Linked DNA regions of Mus musculus: region 2 is linked to region 1. Evidence: chromatin contacts called from public Hi-C data. All regions are on one chromosome and are shown on one strand. Each heading gives the region's core, a stretch centred on a gene start, on an enhancer-like site or on the middle of the called end of the contact. The rest is flanking DNA. Distances are from core to core; before and after follow the strand shown. Region 1 overlaps Gfod1 (glucose-fructose oxidoreductase domain containing 1). Region 2 has its middle 11 kb from the start of Gm20751.

The links. A called contact is a pair of places that touch in the nucleus more often than the background predicts.
Region 2: a contact with region 1 is called in a Hi-C map of cerebral cortex, with 2.9 times the contacts expected there. The contact joins two enhancer-like sites. A contact is called at or near these places in 2 of 484 Hi-C or Micro-C datasets (cerebral cortex and cumulus cells).

What each region holds. Positions count from the first base shown.
Region 1 is chr13:43,257,709-43,262,824 of GRCm38.p6, reverse strand. The region is part of intron 1 of Gfod1 (glucose-fructose oxidoreductase domain containing 1); the gene reads left to right. LOC115488162 (a long non-coding RNA gene) reads left to right here. Exons shown (of 2, transcript XR_003950633.1): 1 at 1-5,116. Among named protein-coding and RNA genes, the nearest start is that of Gfod1, 44 kb to the left of the region's middle. Within about 2 kb of position 1,369, at least 142 of the 459 cell types and tissues checked have an H3K27ac peak or open chromatin away from gene starts, as enhancers often do. A contact at or near this core is called in cerebral cortex, where this site is marked.
Region 2 is chr13:43,724,891-43,730,026 of GRCm38.p6, reverse strand. No RefSeq gene overlaps it. Among named protein-coding and RNA genes, the nearest start is that of Gm20751, 11 kb to the right of the region's middle. Within about 2 kb of position 2,781, at least 3 of the 459 cell types and tissues checked have an H3K27ac peak or open chromatin away from gene starts, as enhancers often do. A contact at or near this core is called in cerebral cortex, where this site is marked.

The sequences.
Region 1 (5,116 bases), core at 120-2,619:
CTGTAGGCTGAGGAATGTCTTGTTGATTCCCCAGGCAATTCCTTTTTTTGCTTACAGTTTGGTCCAAGTTGCCCCCAGTTGCCCCGATGTTTGACTCTCCAAGGTCAGAAGGAATCACTCCACCAGGCCTTGTATCCCAGCATTTAAAATTAGCCCTGCTGTAGAGAGACTTTGGCTCACTCTCCACAGGCGGGGAGCTTGGTGCCCAGAGCCTATCAGAGGGACAACCAGGCTCTCATGTCCAACCCTAGGTAGATGCCATCACCTCCCATGGTTGCACTGACAGATTGTATATTCCAGGGCAGTTTAGTATCAGAAGTCACTGTCTTTGCCCGTAATCGCCCGAGGATGTGTTGAACATCACAGCCAAATATGAACAGCATTCAGGGAGGCAGCAGACACTGCCTCTCTTGGCATCTCTGAGGAAGGCTGCGTGTTGCTATGGCATTTGGAAACTTCCATTTCCTTTTTAGAATCGTTCTCAATATCCTTATTTGGTGGACGACCAATGAGACCAAAAACAGTGAGGGGGTGGGGACTTGAGCCCCGTCCCCCCGCCCCCTTCCTCCAAGTGACTAACAGGTGCAGGTGGCAGAGTCAGAGTGGATATGCTGGACAAAGGCGTGACTCACATCCTGGGTGGGATGGAGTGGGATGCTGTGAGATTTCGTCATAGCACACAATTTAAAACTCACATAAATTGTTTATTTCTGGAATTTTCCATGTAATATCTTTGGACTGTGGTTAGCCATGAATATTGAAACTGCAGAAATCAAGTTCAGATACAAGGGCCTACCATGTTTCTGTATATTCCTCCCCCTCCTCCTCCTCCTCCTCGTCCTCTTCCTCCTCCTCTTCAAGATGGAATGCACTTATCCCCTGCCTCAGGTCCTCTGTGCTTCTTCAACTAGCTGACCTTGTCTGCTGCTGAAATAGGACTTAGCTTGTGACATTGGCTCATGTACGTTGTTGCATGCACCTTTTCCCCTCACCTATTTCATGCCTTCCGAGTGACTTTGCCCAGAAGACTCGTACATACTGGCTAGAATGCATTCAGCCATAAAGAAGTAGCAATTCCTGCCATGTGTGGCGATGTGGACAGCAGACATGACCGTAGGTCCAGTAAAGTCAACTAGGCACAGAAAGAGATAGACCACCTGACCTAATGTGTAAAAACTTAAGAGTTGGGCTGGGCGTGTGGCTTAGCTATGGGGGTGTGGCTTAGCTATAGAGCTTGGGTGTGGCTTAGCTATGGGGGTGTGGCTTAGCTATAGAGCTTGGGTGTGGCTTAGCTATAGGGTGTGGCTTAGCTGTAGAGCTGGGGTGTGACTTTGCTGTAAAGCTGGGGGTGTGGCTTAGCTATAGGGGGTGTGGCTTAGCTATAGAGCTTGGGTGTGGCTTAGCTGTAGAGCTGGGGTGTGGCTTTGCTGTAAAGCTGGGGATGTGGCTTAGCTATAAGGGTGTGGCTTAGCTGTAGAGCGTTTGCTTCAGCAGGCACAAAGTCCTGCTTTCAATTCCACGAGAAAAATAAAAAAGTGAAAAACCTTTCCAGAAGCTGGGGAGAGGCATAGGATGGTTTTCCTTTCATATCTCCCAAGAAGAATTTGACGGGCCCACATTGACTCTTAGATCTCCAGGTTCTAGCACTGTGAGGCTGTGGTACTTTGTCCCAGCAGCCCTTGCCAACCATCACGTCTTCGATCTTGAATCTTCTCTGGTCCTTCCTAATGGCGATTAAATCAGTGAACTTTAAGCATCTTAAAATGCTTAACGTTCTAGCACACGGCTTCCAACAATCTTCCTTTCAGAGTTTGTTCCTCATCTTTGCCACCTAATGCTGGATGGCCCCAGAGTGCTGGAAGTTGCTTCCCCTTCGGGCAGCTAGAAGGTGAACAGAGAAATGTCTGGTGATGATAAGGGATGTGCAATAGCCGGTGGTGACATGATAAAAAGACTTGGCATGCACATGTGGTTTCTGATGGCATATCAGACTTCTGTTTCTTAGAATCCTACTTTCTTGTTCTGGTTTGAATCTGAAATGCTCCACCCCCCACCCCCACCCCCTGCAGCCCCCAACAGGCTCATGTTTTGAATGTTCATCCCCTCCAGCTGATGGCACTATAATAGGAGGCTGGGAGAGTTTGGGGAGCTTGAGCATGCATGGTAGAAGCTGTTTACTCAGGGTATGTCTTTGAAGGCCATAACTTAGTACCTGGTTCTGGCATGGTCTCTGCCTCCTGGTCGGTTATGAGGTGAATGGTTTCCATGACATATTCTGCTGCATTATACTGATGCCACAGACCCAGTCTCTCTCTACCATGTCCTTTCTAGCATGGTGGATGAAAATCTCCTAAAACCACAAGCCTAAATAAGTTCTCTAGAGAACTAGTTCTATAAAGTATGTGGGCCAGACCATGGGCAACTAAAGTACAGGGTTCCCTTCCAGACACACACATGTATATTTGCTGAGTAGATGTGGTCCACTGCCCATGGCAGGCGTGTGTCCGACAGACAGCATTGTTTAAGTAGGTCACCATGATGGGCCAGGGAGATGGCTCCATTAATAAAGTGCTTGCCAAAGAAGCACCAGGAGCTGTGTTTGATCCCCCAAACCCATGTAAAGCTAGGCACGCTGTCACACATGTGTGATGTTAGTGCTAGGGAAGTAGGGACAGTTGGGTCTCTGGGACTGGCTGGCTGGCTAGCCTAGGCTACTGAGTGAGATCCAGGCCAGTGGGAGTTCTTGTCTTAAAAGCAAAGATGAAGAATGCCTGAGGAATGTCGCCTAAGCTTGTCCCCTCGCCTCCATGGCCGTGTACATACACATGCACGCACACCTTTGCACACACACAGGTACTCACATGACTGCATACATGCACGCTCACAGAAACATTATCGTGAGGGCTGGAGAGATGGCTCAGCAGTTAAAGAGCATCGGCTGCTTTTCTGAAGGTCCTGAGTTCAAACCCCAGCAACCACATGGTGGCTCACAACCACCTATAAGGAGATCTGACGCCCTCTTCTGGATTGTCTGAAGATAGCAACAGTGTACTTACATATAAATAAATAAATATCTTTAAAAAAAATCTTGGAAGGAAGGAAGGAGGGAAGGAAGGAAAGAAGTCATTGTGAGGCTCAGATGGCCATAGCCAGACCCTTGGCTACTATTCCCCCCACTTCCTGGCCTGGTCTGGCTGTACCTGCATCCCAGGTTCTTCCTGGGCCGAATGGCTTCCTTCCTCAGAAGGCCCGTCCTTCCTGCACTGCAGCAGATTCCAGCTTCCACACAGGATGGCAGTGTCATCAAATCAGCTCCCCATCTGACCCTAACCTCACACCTTGCTTCTCTGATTCCTCTGGTCCTGCACGGCCAGTTAGCATGGCAGTTCTTGGGGCAGAGTTTTGGATGCCTCAGCAAATGCACACATGTTTGAGCTACTTATTGGTTTAGTTATTCATTTATCTAATTATTCATTTGTAAATCTATTTATTGGTTTATTTATTATTTAGGTTAAGGACAGGGTCTTGCTCTGTAGAGTTCTGGCTGATCTGGAACTTTCTATGTAGCTCAGACTGATCTGCAACTCAGAGATCCACCTGCCTTTGCCTCCTGAGTGCTGGGACTAAAGGTATGTGCCAACACACTTGGCCCATGTTTGACCATTTTGCATATAATTTGAAATAGATTCCACTGATGATTCAAGTCTTTGATAGGCCTGTCTCTGCTAGACTGGAGTCTTATGGCTGTGGCATCTTTAGTCTCTGGTTTGTGGCCTGATTGGGCCGGGAACACAGCTGAGCTTTTCAGCAAAGTGGACAGTAGGCACAGAGTCCAGCATGGTGGCTTTGATCCCCTCTTCTTCCTGTCCTCGCCCTCATCACTTCTGCTTTACCCCGTCAAGCAAACATAGCTCCAGCCTCCCTTCTGTCACCTAGCACTCCTCCCCTCCTCCTGCTTCTCCTCTTCCTCTCCCTCCTCCTCCTCCTCCTCTTGCCCCTCCTCTTCTTCAGGAAGAGTCTCATTGGAACACACACTGGCCTTAAACTCATCATACAGTTGAGGATAACTTTGAGCCCCTGGTCCTCCTCCTCACCTGCACACATCTTCTAACATGGCTTCCATTTCTGCCACTCTCAAGAGATGCTGTCTTGAGTGATCAGATCCACACAGTGGTGTGAAGCTCCAGAGGGTCACATGCTCTGCTGAGGGACATATGGACACACCTGTGGCCTGACATTGCTGGTCCCTTTAAGCTCAGACATGTGTTTGAGATGTTGTCCAGAGCCATGAGGATTCCTTGCTGTAGACTAAACCTCTTGATTCTGTAAAAAATACCCCACAAGGATGCTGCTGTTTATTTTAAAGCAGGCCGGGGTAGCGAGAGTCCAGACCCTGCTCTCTCCCCCTCCTGCTCTTTGGCTGTAATAGTCTTTTCTTGATTTCTGAGCCATGGATTTGAGACTACAGAAACCAGTCACTGCTAAAGGACATGAGATACATGCCCTTGGTTCTGAAATATATGCAGCAACAGCTTAGACCATTTTAATTCTGTGACTATTTGAATATAGGGACAAATCAGGCAGGATCTTGGTCTCTTCAGATTAAGAGCACAACGCAAGCACAGAGCATCACTAAGGCGGCCGAAAGGGAGAGAGCACAGCCAGGGTGACCTGGAGATCTCATTTCGATGCATATTATTTCCTCTTCACTCAAATGTGAGAAGAAATGGTCCTCAACCATTCCTCAACCAGACTGTCAGGGAGTCTGGCCCCTGGGAGGACAGGATCTGCTGTGTGTCTGCTAAGATCGGAAAGCTGCCAGCCAGGGACACTGGAATGTGAGCTGCTGTCCCCTCTACTCACCCGTGCCACCTGTGGCAGCTGCTGAGCCTACTGCTTTTACTGTGATTAGTTTCTGTTCACGTTTGCAGGTGTCCCCATGTCACCCTGTAACTGACAGCAGTGCTGTCATAGCAGGATTGATATTTGAATTATAATCAAGATATATATATACACACACACATACATACATGCATACATACATTCATGTATATATCTGACCTTTTCCTCCTGACAAAGTTATTATGTATATATATATATAATGTATATATGTATT
Region 2 (5,136 bases), core at 1,532-4,031, 470 kb before region 1:
GGATTAAGCATTGGTGAATGGTCCACTTTGTCAAACACATGCTGCATGTATCAGCTGGTTCTGTGGCATCTGTGATAAAGGGCATTGCCCAGGACTCTTTGTAGTCATTTGTAAAGCTACGCGGTGTTTATGTGGGTAAAATCGACACCGTTTATGTGCCCCCATATGTGCGTTGGAGTTTTCCCTGGACAGCTGGTTGCTAAACACTTCATTTTTCAGTGTTCCACTTTCCATGAGCTCCAGTGAAAGCGAAGTTAGCCGACCGTGCCAAATGAGTCTACCGTTCAACCATCAAAATAAAATGATGTATTCTCAAAAAAAAAAAAAAATGTCTGTACGTTTTCACAGCCATGGACAACACCATAGTTAGAATGGGCTCTGGCGACTCACAGTGGGGTAGCTTAAGCAGGTCATTGTGGAGCCTTCTAAATTAGTTAGGTTTAACAGGAAATACTCCTTGGTCCCCAGAGTGTCCTCTTCCTCTTCTGCTCCCATCAGCAACCCTTCCGGAATCGGCACTCTTTCCACTGCCAAAGTCTCACGTGCCTACACATCTTGTGGCAACATGTATGCCTGAGCACAAAACTGCCAGGGGCTCCTGTGTTGGATGCTCTGGCTCAGCTGGAAGGTTGGAAGCCTTAGAAAGTAGATAGTCCCTGGAGGAAACTGAGGTTTTATTATCTGGCCCTGCTTCCTGTCCACTTTCTGCTTCCAGAGTGCAGATACAAGGTGGCCATCTGCCTCATGTTCCTCCTGCAACATCTTTCTCACCATGACAGACCCAGACCTCAAACAATGAGCCAAATGAGCCCTGTCTCCCTTTAGTTGCTTCTTGTTAGGGATTTGATCACAGTGCAAATAAAGTCACTCAGACACGGCTCTGTGTCAGCGTTGTTGCCATCAGAAGTAACTGAGCTAACCCGAGAGATGCCAAGAAGGAACCAAAAGGATGTGCTCGCTGTTTGGTGGCATCACTCAGGGTGGAAAACCGACTTCACACAAGACGCCACGCTAGCTCATTAAACTACTTCCGTGGTCACACCAAGTGTGATACTTAGTTTTAAAAGCCAACGTGCTTAGGTTTAAAAAATAAACTTTAAAAAAAAAACGCCTAAAGCATTGGTGAAGCACATCTTTGATAGCACCCATGAGGGTATTTCCACTGAGTACTAACTGATGAGAAAAAGCCTTAAATATGGGCGGCACCATCCCTTTGGCTAGGGTATCAATCTGAATACAAAGGGAAACAGGGAACAGCCAACTGAGCACTGGCTGCCCTCTTCCTCAGTTTCCCAACCCACTGAGCTGTGAACAGCATCCCCTGGTACCTTACCTTCTATACCACAAGGGATGTGCACCCTGCACTGCGAGCAGAAATAAACCTTTCCCCAGTTGGGCTTTTTCTTGGTCACAGCAATGAGAAAACTCATGAGTCTAGCAAGAAAAGAGAGCTAACCTGCCTACTAGGAGGTGCACACAGCAGAGCCTGGGTCTATTCGCTGTTCTCAGAGTAGAGAACAGTGGCAGCAAATAATAGGTGTTTAATGTATGCTAAACACACTGCATGGTAATAAGTAGTTTTTACCTTTCATAGATGCAGTGAGGACTGAATCTTTAAATGTATGTACTGTTTTACAGACTCGAGGTTTTTATGACTTTATTCATCACATTCTCTAAAGAACATATTGTTTGGGATTCATCTTTTCATTCCTCTGTCAAATTTCTCCTTCTAACCAGGAGCATCTCTGCAGACGTGAGCTGTCTACACAGCCACGATAGCAAGAGCTATCAGGCCATGGCACCCTGTACTCTTTCAGAAGCGCTGGCTCACTCTGCAGGTCCTCTGGTCTCTGTGACTCTGCATCCTCACCTCGAAACACAGTGGCTCATGGTTGGGACAAAGTGTATGCTCAGAGAGAACACAGGGACATATGATCACTTAATTTATTTTCAATGATGTGTACCAGGCCAGTGGGACTGGGCCAGCTGAGCTACCACCCTTGAAGTTCAGAGGCAAACACAAAATGTGGATGTGTTTCTGGTGGATGAATGAACCTGCTTTGTGGTGCAGCATTGAGCAGGTGAAGGGGGGGGGGGGAACGGAAGGGAGGGGGAGGGGGAGGGGAAGGGGAAGGGACGAAGAAACCTTTGTGGGCTAATCTAGGAAACTGCTGTTTTCTCAACCATTTCCTTAAGCATTTAAACACAACTCAGGAGAACAACACTGCCTGTTCCATTTTAAAACGAAATCAGAGGTGGACCTCTAATCCTAGCATTTGGGAAGTTGAAGCAGGACTATTATTGCATGCCCCAGGCCATCCTGGGCTACATAGGAAGTTCAGGGTCAACATGGCTCATAGCAAAATCCTGAATCAAAATCAAGGAAGGAAAGAAGGAAGGAAGGAAGAGAGGGAGGGAGAGAGGGAGGGAGGGAGGGAGGGAGGGAAAGAGGAAGGCAAGCCCATTCAATTAGCTAAGTCTAAATGCATCGTCTATGTCATGGTGAATACTGGTTAGCCTTCAGAGATTCAAATCCTGCTCTACTTATCTTTGTTTACTTCCCAATTTGTTGAAGTCTTTGTTGAATTAACTAAAGAATACAGCATAAAAAATTAATTTAAGTCCAGTGAGGTAAGGTCCCTGTAACCAACCATATGTCTATTAACAAGCACACTTCTGGGCTCTGTCTGTCTCCAAGTGGGAGGACCACACGAGAGCGATCCACATGGCCTGGCCCAGAGGTCATGTGATGTTTTCTTCAGGCACAGTGCCACCCTCTGCCTCTCCCCCACTCCATTGCTGGCAGCTCCCCATGCTCTCTCCCACTGAAGTGTCCCCTATGTGTCGAAGACGTTCTTGGCAGGGCCTCCAACCAGAGGAAAAGTTGGCCCTTGTGAAAGATCTATATTAGCTTTCCGGAGAAACAGAGATGTCTGACCGATGGAGAGACCACAGAGACAGCCAGTAATTAATCTTCACGGAGCTTCGGATTCTTGGCACAAGCTTCACGAGCTGGCATTCAGTGTGCATGTTGACAGGACTCCCTGATTCCTCCACACGTTGGATAAAAGGTAGACGACCCTAAGGTGAGAGCAATTAGCACAGTCTACAGCCCGGATCTGCGGGATCCTGAGCACAGGACTTCAAAAGGCCTCAGGTTCCCCAGAGCAGGTGCCGAACAGCAGGAAGGTCAGTACCTGAGCAGACATGGGGATGTCTCTTTCATCAGGTGGCAGAGCCATCTCCCAGCTGACTGTGTGGGGGAAAAGCTACCGTTTGGCTTTAGCATAATAAAGTCCCTTTACTCCTGTATCTTGTGTGTAGTCTTGGGTGGGGAAGGCAGCCAGTGATCAGGGTTCATCCATCTCTTTAATTCTATTCCCTGTCCCAGACCCAGAAAACGGAACTCACAGGAGACAGGACATCGGATCTTTACAGGTGACCCTTATCTCCTAGGCCTATCTGCAAGTACTTCACAGTAGAATAGGCGGGCCAAGATCCCTTAGAGAACAGGGGATGCTGGGACTAGTGACCCAGAACAGGTATATGGTTGGATGTTAAGTCAAAGATGGCGCCTGAGTTCCCAAGGCATTGCTTCCCAATCACATATTATTAGATTAATGTGTTTAGGCTCAAAGGGTTTATCCATTTCATGTGTGTGCTTATGAATGAATGTGCATGTGTGCACCACATGCATGCATGCATGCATGAGGCCTTAAAGATCAGTCAGAAAGAGGCATCAATGGATATGCTGGATCCCGAGGACAGATGGCTGTCAGCTACCACCTGGATTCTGGAACTGAACCTGGGTCTCCTGGAAGGGAAGTAAATCGAGTTTGTTTGTTTGTTTGTTTGTTTTTACCTGCTCAGTCATCTCCTTGGCCACTACAATTAAAAACGTAACAAAACAACACCCATTTCATCTTTTCACCCATTTTTCTAAAAAAGCAAGATTTTCTAGCGTGATGTCGACATAAGCTGTAGACCCAGGTGAGCGCTGAGTACCCACTGATTATCTATGAATGTGGGTCATTATTTTGTCTTTCTTCAGGGAAGTCATTGGGGGCAGGGTCTGTGTTCTGACCACTAGAGGGCAGCTAAGAGCAAGACACGGGTCTGAGATGCAGCATTTAGGAGGAATGACCTCAGGCAGAGCAGAAACAGCCCAGCCCTTGTCAGGTGAGCGAGCCATACACTTCCTCACACACTTCTGAGTAGCCTTTTATTACTAAGTTGACATTATGCCATAAGAACCCGATATGCTAACATAAGAATGCTATGTGAGAACGGAATTCTGAGCAGAGACTTGGTAGTCAAGCTTAAGAGAAGATAGAGATCAGTATGGAAACAAAACCAACACAATTCTCTCGGGGCTTATCTGTGAAGCGGAATAAATCATTCCCCTGCAGAAATCAGAATTCAGTTGCGTCTCACAGCCTGAAGAGAGTTCATTTTGAGCGTGTTCCTGGCTGACCCATCTTACTGAACCACCTGGCGATTTGACCCATGAATCCCTCAGCTGTTGTGGGTGTGCTATGGGTTCCATCATGGTTGTAGTTGGAAAAGCTGATTTTTCACAGGCAGGGAAACTGTTTTTTTTTTCTTTTAACCACCTCTAATCTCCAACAATTAGCCTATGGTGGTCATTTTTGCATTGCTCTAACACACACCCTACGACAGCGATTCTCAACCTTCCTAATGTTCCTCATGTTGTGGTGACCACCCCTCCAACCATAAAATTATTTTTGTTGCTACTTTCACAACTATAGTTTTGCTACTGTTGTGGATCGTAATGTAAATATTTGTGTTTTCCAATGGTCTTAGGCAACTCCTATGGAAGGATCATTCAACCCTGCAAAGAGGTCAGGACCCACAGGTTGAGAACCCCCTGCTCTAAGGTGTCATCTCTCCATCGTTTCAATGTCCCTGCGGTAACTGAGGAGCCTGAGTATCTTCCCAGGCATCTTCACTGGCCTGCCCTTTTCTTGGTGCAAACTGAGTGAATCCCTCAATGGTGGGCACTACCACCTCTCTCCCAGGGTTTCTGCTAGGGGCTTACAGGACCGCAGATGTTGAAAATAAACAAAACAAAACAAAACAACAACAAACCCCACATAGCCTACGTCCACACCAACA